Linked DNA regions of Pan troglodytes: region 2 is linked to region 1. The links are chromatin contacts, called in public HiChIP or PLAC-seq maps. All regions are on one chromosome and are shown on one strand. The core of a region is the stretch at or near the end of the contact, and the rest is flanking DNA. Distances in the headings are between cores, read along the strand shown.

Evidence for each region. HiChIP or PLAC-seq counts read pairs in DNA pulled down with a chosen protein or histone mark.
Region 2: a contact with region 1 is called in an H3K4me3 HiChIP or PLAC-seq map of stem cell-derived excitatory neurons, with 2.7 times the contacts expected there. The contact joins the promoter of PRPF39 here to the promoter of KLHL28 in region 1. A contact is called at or near these places in 1 of 7 Hi-C or Micro-C datasets (stem cell-derived neural progenitor cells) and 1 of 1 datasets of contacts at active chromatin or transcription factors (stem cell-derived excitatory neurons).

What each region holds. Positions count from the first base shown.
Region 1 is chr15:43,038,767-43,042,674 of NHGRI_mPanTro3-v2.0_pri, forward strand. It overlaps KLHL28 (kelch like family member 28), which reads right to left and starts at 2,549. Exons shown (of 5, transcript XM_016926034.4): 1 at 2,179-2,549. It overlaps TOGARAM1 (TOG array regulator of axonemal microtubules 1), which reads left to right and starts at 2,572. Exons shown (of 21, transcript XR_010150936.1): 1 at 2,572-3,908.
Region 2 is chr15:43,160,410-43,164,262 of NHGRI_mPanTro3-v2.0_pri, forward strand. PRPF39 (pre-mRNA processing factor 39) reads left to right here and starts at 2,558. Exons shown (of 16, transcript XM_063792895.1): 1 at 2,558-2,780. LOC107968309 (a long non-coding RNA gene) reads right to left here and starts at 2,557. Exons shown (of 3, transcript XR_001709407.2): 1 at 2,003-2,557; 2 at 1,399-1,496; 3 at 959-1,207.

The DNA.
Region 1 (3,908 bases), core at 1,299-3,798:
CATAGCATTTCTTCACAATAACTTCTCAAACTACACAAAATTCTTAATAGTTTACAGAATTCACACTGACGTTCAATATTCCTGGATGTCTGTAAAATTTGAGTAAGAACACAGAAAAATCATAGTGATTCGCCCAGGGAACTAATGTGTTATCTCTGATTCTGGAAATAAAGTAAGTTTTTAGGGCAATTGTGTTTACCCTTAAGTTCAGCTAAAAAAATTAACATATGTAGCACACACATTCCTATAATTCACTAATTTAACTACATTCTTGAAATTATTGAAATTTTAAACTTGTTTTAGCTGAATTTGCAATTTTCAATGTATCCTTAACCACTTCCTTTTAACTTTCTGAGGTGTACTATTAATAAAACACCTAATAGTGTATTCTACTATTTAAAAATTGATTATAAATTTGTACTCTCTCTCTATATGATTAAATCCAAAAGGCTTTTTAAGTCAATATACGAGAAATTCCTAGATTTCCAAAGATTAAAAAAAATCTGCTTCGTAATAAAAAGAATACACACTCAATGAATGAGATTTATGTTCCACAAAATAACTCTAAAAGATAATCAGTAAGATGTGATGCTGATGAAGTCCCGTTTCCTAAATATCCACTATGGAGACTAATGCCTCTTCTAAGTCTTCAATCAAAGAGACAAAATGTAACAGATAAAAAATAAATTGCAATCTGTAATGTATAGTGATCCACAGGGATCTAAAAAAACAAGAAACAAAAGGAAGACTCATCTTGCTTTGTTCCCAGGAAAAGGGCATGATAACTGCTTAAGTATCCACGTCTCTCATTTAAGACTTTCGAAGTTCCTTTTCTGTGATTCCATGATTACCACACAACCTCTAGTTATTAACTTGGCTTCCCAAGTTCTTGGATACAAGAAAGAGTGCACTGGATTTTCAACTTGAAAATTCTGATCCAACATAAACTGGCACTGTAATGTGTACATCATTGTCTAGGTTAGTTTGAACTGGGTTCCTCAAGTCTGGGCAATACATGACTAGAAGTCTACACATTTGAGCTTCTTAGGTTGGAACTGTGAGAACCAGACACTTTCTCATTGACAACTGCTACAATCATTTCTTGTTTTTCACCTCCCTGTCTTTAACCTGTCCCTAAAATGAAACATGCTAGCTAAACCTAATTTAGGCAGATTCATTTAAACACGAAAATGGCTCATTAAAACCAAAGTAACAGCCTAGAATTTAAACCAAAACATAGGATGTATATTTACACAGCCTCATTTACATTAATAGTCTATTCCCCACCCCCACCCCCCAAAAACAAAACAAAACAAAACTGATATTCAAATCGTACTTTAAGGCAAAAATCCAGAAATTATTTTTGCACTTGCATCAGCTGGGAGCATTATTTATAAAGCTGTTTGGCATATGTGACTCATTTATTCCAAGACTTTAAAAAGTATTTAAGAGAAATCCCACCTGGTACAGAGCAGGGTAGGAATACTTGCATTTGAAGTGCATAAATTTGGGTCTTCAAATGATAACTTAGACTTTTCGCACGAGTCATTCAAAAGTAATTGTATTATTCCTTCAAAAAAAAAAAATCTCTCTTCCACACTCCAAAGCATTCAGGCTCACACTAGACACTCCAGCTCTTCCACTGTGTCCGTTTAAGTATCACTTATGAGAAGGAGAAAATGCACACAAAATTCTCAGTTCGCCTAAAATAAATAAATGTCTACTATCATTCCTAAATCCACAAGGCAGAATTCTCTTAGAACCATGATGCCAAAAAGAACTTCCACCGCAAGTGAAATTGTCTTCGCAATCTCTGTCTCTAGGAGACTGAAAAGCTGCAGAGACGCTTGAGGATCCTGCAGGGAGGCTAGGGCGGCAGACCGAGGGGGCGGAGGTTAGGGGAGAGTCCCACAGAGGAACTGCATTAGAAGGAAAGATTTTGATAACGTCTAAGGGAGAGGCGGTTAGCTACAGGGGAAAAAAAACAGACCTATTTCCATATTATGTACGTTGTAAAGAAAACGCAAAGTGATGAGGGTAAGGAAACGTTGCCAAAAGCAAACAAACAAAAACAAAAAAAATTTAACCCTCTGCGGCCGGAGGGTTAAGAGAAGTCGACAAAAGGAGAAGGGGGAGGCGAATAAAGGCCCCAAAGACCAGGAATTGAAAAAAAAATACCCGATTTGTGAGCTTGGCCGTGGTCCAGATCTTCTGTCCTGATAAGCAGATGGCAAGAGGAAAGGATCGCAGTTACTCAGGGTGGTAGAGAGTAACGCGTTTACAAGGGTGACGAGCCCTGCACAAGAAGATGTCGCCTCTCTTTCCACCTGCTCCGCTCAGTCCTTTGCCTCTTACTCTAGCACCAGTGGCATTCGGGCAAAACACTGCCAAAGCCTGCACCGCTGGAGGACAGCAAAAGGAAAATACCTGAGTCCCAGTAATCACACGGGCAGCGACAGGAGGAGGATCCGCGGACAACTGGAGCCTGGGCTGGATCCTCACTAGCTCCGGTCAAACCCTAACTCTTACGGGTGGGGCGGGCAACTTCCGCCCAGAGCAAAGAAAGCGTCACATCCGTCAAATGTCTTCACCCCTCCTCCCTTCTCCGCTGTAGCTACGTTTACAACGTTCTGACTTCCTCTTCCAGGAGACTTTGGCCTAGTCTCAACACCTGACGTGGACTACATAACCCAGCATTCATCACGGCAAGTGGATTTCCGGGTCAAGAGGTCCGCGCTGGGTACATCACCATGGAAGCAATCGGTTTGGTCACGTGGTGCCCTTGGTTACGCCCGGTGGCAGCTGTGGGGTCTAGGGCTCAGACGGGGGCCATTTTGCCAGAGGCTGCCTCCCGGAGTTGGGGGCGGCCTGGCGGCAGGCTGAAGCTGTTCTTTTGCCTCTTCTGCAGCTTGGGGCTTGGAGAGGATCTGGAAGTCTGGGCTCCATCGAGCCCTTTGGAGACAGCAATGGTTTCTTCCAACCACCACCACCTGACAACCCTGCATGGCGGCTGCCCCCTCCGCGCTGCTTCTGCTGCCGCCCTTTCCAGTCCTCTCTACCTATCGGCTCCAGAGCCGCAGTCGTCCTTCCGCCCCAGAGACTGATGATAGTCGAGTTGGGGGCATTATGAGAGGAGAGAAAAACTACTACTTCCGTGGAGCTGCGGGGGACCACGGTTCCTGCCCCACTACAACTTCGCCTCTGGCCTCGGCCCTCTTGATGCCCTCGGAGGCAGTCTCAAGCAGCTGGTCTGAGTCTGGAGGCGGTTTGTCAGGGGGAGATGAAGAGGACACTCGGCTCCTTCAACTCCTCCGCACTGCCCCGGATCCTTCTGAGGCCTTTCAGGCTTTGCAAGCTGCTTTGCCGCGGCGGGGCGGTCGACTTGGCTTCCCCCGACGCAAGGAAGCTTTGTATCGGGCACTGGGCCGAGTGCTTGTGGAAGGAGGTAGTGATGAGAAGCGGCTTTGCTTGCAACTTCTCTCGGACGTTCTCCGGGGTCAGGGGGAGGCAGGCCAGCTTGAAGAGGCCTTTAGCTTAGCACTTTTGCCTCAACTAGTTGTCTCGTTACGGGAAGAGAATCCAGCCCTGCGGAAAGATGCGCTGCAGATCCTTCATATATGTCTGAAACGTAGTTCTGGAGAGGTGCTGAGAACGCTTATACAACAAGGACTGGAAAGTACCGATGCCCGACTTAGAGCTTCCACAGCACTACTGCTTCCCATCTTGCTTACTACTGAGGACTTGTTGCTTGGTCTGGATCTCACCGAGGTGATAATATCCCTAGCCCGAAAGCTTGGTGATCAGGAGACAGAAGAAGAATCTGAGACAGCTTTCTCCGCACTTCAACAAATTGGGGAGCGACTTGGCCAAGACAGGTTTCAATCTTATATTTCTCGTCTGCCCTCTGC
Region 2 (3,853 bases), core at 1,308-3,807, 120 kb after region 1:
GCTCACTCTTTGGGTCCACACTGCTTTTATGAGCTGTAATGCTCACCGCAAAGGTGTGCAGCCTCACTCCTGAAGCCAGCGAGACCACGGGCCCACCGGGAGGAATGAACAAGTCCAGATGCGCCACCTTAAGAGCTGCAACACTCACCGCGAGGGTCCGCGGCTTCATTCTTGAAGTCAGTGAGACCAAGAACCCACCAATTCCGGACACACCACTACCCTCTAAACTACATTATTTGGTATAATATCTTTTCTCTTCCCAAAGTTTATAATTATGATACACAATTTTTAAAAAGTCAACTAAGGGTAAATCAATTTTTTTGTTTGTTTGTTTTTTGTTTTGAGATGGAGTCTCACTCTGTCTCCCAGGCTGGAGTGCAGTGGCACCATCTTGGCTCACTGCAACCTCTGCCTCCCGGGTTCAATTGATTCTCCTCCCTCAGCCTCCTGAGTAGCTGGGATTACAGGCGTGCGCCACCACACCCAGCTAATTTTTGTATTTTTAGTAGAGATGGGGTTTCACCATGTTGGTCATGCTGGTCTCGAACTCCTGACCTCATGATCTCCCCGCCTCGGCCTCCCAAAGTGCGCTGGGATTACAGGCATGAGCCACCACGCCCTGCCGGCTAAATCAGTTTTTAAGATAATGTATGTTTCTGCCAGCGGGGATCACATTTTAGGCAAAGAGAAGAGCCCACTTAAAGGTTTCCACACATAAAAGGGCTGTGGGAACAGTAGGTTCTGTGGAGTTACGGGGAGGCAGAAACAGTGAGAAGGCTGGCATGATTATGAAAACACTGTATTTTCCATTCTAAAAGTTTAGGATTTCTTAAAAAAAAAAAAAAGTGGAGGAGGAAACCAGTGGAGGTTTTTAAGCAGGGGAGTGAGAGCAATAGCACCGGCTTGAAAGGTAAAATGTAAAAACTAGATAAAGTAAAACAATGAATCCACAGTGAATGAAGTTGAAGATGCAAGTAGATTTTTATAAAATGGCTATTTGAGTGAATGACATCTCAGAGATAATCTTATTTACTGATAAAGAAATTGAGGCCACCTTAGAAAGACCAAAGAACCAGAATAGGAGTGAAGGTCATGCCAAACAGTCCCTGCGTAACAGTGCCAGCAGCAAACTCTGGTCTGTCTTCCCAACGCACCACTCCCTTGACTATTCTTCCCATAGTAAACATTTAAAAGCTGCTGTTTAAACCTGTGAAACAAACAAACAAAAAACATGGCCACACTGTCAGAGAATCCAAAAAAGTTAGCTTGGAAAGTAGAAGAGGCAAATGGAAAGGGAAAGCTACTACTAGGTGCAGTGTGATGCAAGTAAAAGGTAGGAAAAAAGACTGAATTTGGTATTTCGAAGGAAAGGTGCGGGTGAGAGGATTTATGATTAACCTGCGTTGTGACAAGAAACGTCGTCTTGTAAATAAGTATTTCCAGAGGAGACAGATTTCAGATGAGGAACTTGGAGCCCAATAGTAATACTAATGCACCTGGAACAACAGATTACATGGTAAGTGACGGGTGAATGCGGGGGCACAAATGTAACAGAATCTTAAAGGGAGAGAGGCCAGATTTGAAAGAAATTTTTTTTTCATTAAAGTGGAGATGGTGGTACAACTGAAGAGGACTGCTAAGATTGTTAACGCACAGCCCCCCTCAATTTGTCCAGAGGATAACATATCCCTTTAGATACAAAGATTTTTTTTTTTGCTTGGCCAACTTTAGTCAGGTTTCTGAATCTTCTGCTAGGCTCTTCTGTACACTTTCTTTGTAAAATCCAGTTTAAACAAAGAGCTTTGCTAAGTCAGATTAGCAATAAACCCCCATCCTTGATAGCTGATCATCCTCAATATCTGATCAGGTTCTTCAGTCTCCACCATCCCCCAGGTGATGCCTCATTATCTTGGCCTGTCTTCAGCAAAAATCCTATTAGGTGGGTTTAGCCAAAATCCCCCTTACCCTGATGTTTCCTCTTAGTAATTATACATTCACTTACCACCGCTCCTTGGCTATAAATCTCCACTTGCCCATGCTGTATGAGGAGTTGAGCCCAATATCTCTTTCCCCACTGCAAGTCTCCATTGCAGTCAGTGGTCCCTATACCTGTTGCGATGGTCCTGAATAAAGCCCTCTTTTTGTGCTTTAACAAGTGTCACTAAATACTTTTTTCTTTAACAATAGCCCGTTCTCCAAACCCCTAACTCCAGAATTGTTTAGTTTTCAGGAAACCTGAGTGGGCCCAGGGTCCATACCATCGTGAGATTTGTGGGTTTAAGGCTGAATTTCTGCCCGTTTTTAGGTAAATGTTTTAGTGTGAAAGCTTGAACAATTGTAGGGAAAACCTTAGATTTGCCCCCAAAAATGACATTTTGCCGTTTTTGGAGGGGAGGGGTCAGGGCGCTGTGTTTAAGATCAGGCGTGTGAAAGCCCCTAAACGCCCTCCTTTCCTTTGGGAAGTCCCTATGGAGGGAAAAGCAGGTAGGCGCAGCGGTCCCCGCCCTCGCTCGCGGCGGGGCGGGGCGGGGCTGCGGGGGCGGGGCTGGGGCCGCACGGGCAGCGAGGATCCCTGGGAGGGCCAGGCCTGCGCGCTGCGAACCCACGTGACTTTTTCGCCTCCAGGGACACTGACGCATGCGCATCGTGCCCTGGACCAGGCGGCCGTGGCGCGGGTGGCGGCTGCTGTGGTGGCTGTGGGGACGGAGGCGGTGAAGTGCCATCTTCGGCTAGGTCGTCACAGGCTTCGGCTCATGGCATCAAGTGGCATCCATCATAAGGTCTGCTGGGGCGGGCTCCTTGAAATTAGCTGGGGCAGAGGGTGGTACTTGGTACTGAAAGGGGCCTGCCGGGTTTCAGGCCGCGCTCTGGCCGCGGCCTCCCTCTCCCGCCCTGTTTGAGGCCTGGCTCGGATTCAGCGCCCAGCTGTCCATTCCTTTCTCCTTCCCACCTGTTGGGTGGAGCGGTGCAAGGTATTTTTTTCTTAGACCAAACGTTTCACTTGAGGGGTGCGTTAGGTAGGGTGGAGAAGTGTGGGCCTCCTTCGCCTGGATTTAGGAAGATATTTGGGGGTAATTCTAAAGCCCTTGCTTCTCCCGGAGCTGGAACACAGCTGGGGTGGCTGGAAGTGGAAGGAGCACATTTGCAGCCGCCAGAGGATTGGGAAGATAATATACGTTCTATTACTAAGGCATGTGAGCGCCTTGTACGGCACGTTCTGTCTTCTGACTACATAAGCAACACTTTTGCGACCCTAAGTCACAGCACCCACAGCTTTTGGCAGGATACTTTAAAACAGAAAAAACACATCATTGATCCTGGTAGGATTTTTTAAGGGATTGTGCTTAAGAATGTTTAACTTTGGTAATCAGAGACCACCACTGGTGTTTTTCTCCAAAATCACATCTTTAAGTTAATTAATACTTGAAGTTAATAAATAATACTGCTCAGTGTATTAGTAATGATGCCATAATACCATGTAAATTTATGCTGATTCAAATGTTGTTTTTTTCGTTTGATACTCATATGGCCTTCTGTTTGAGGACTTCAGATTATTTAGCAACTGATTTAATCTGTTCAGAAATAAACTTTGCTACAGCTGGAAAGCGTGAGGCTTGAGAAAGCAAGTTTTGGACAGGGACGTATGAAGCTCATGTTGAAACTTAAGTGTTTTAGGCTGTATGGGAGCTTGAATGGAGTGAAAAGAACAAGCGTCTACTGTCAGGTTTTCCTCCTCCCTCTAGATTTATAACCTCATTCTAGAGTTGCAAAAGTTGGAACTTTCCACTGTTCACTCTCTAGTAGGGATAAAGTGATGGAAAGGAGTTGTGTTAAAGAGGACTAGTACTTAGAT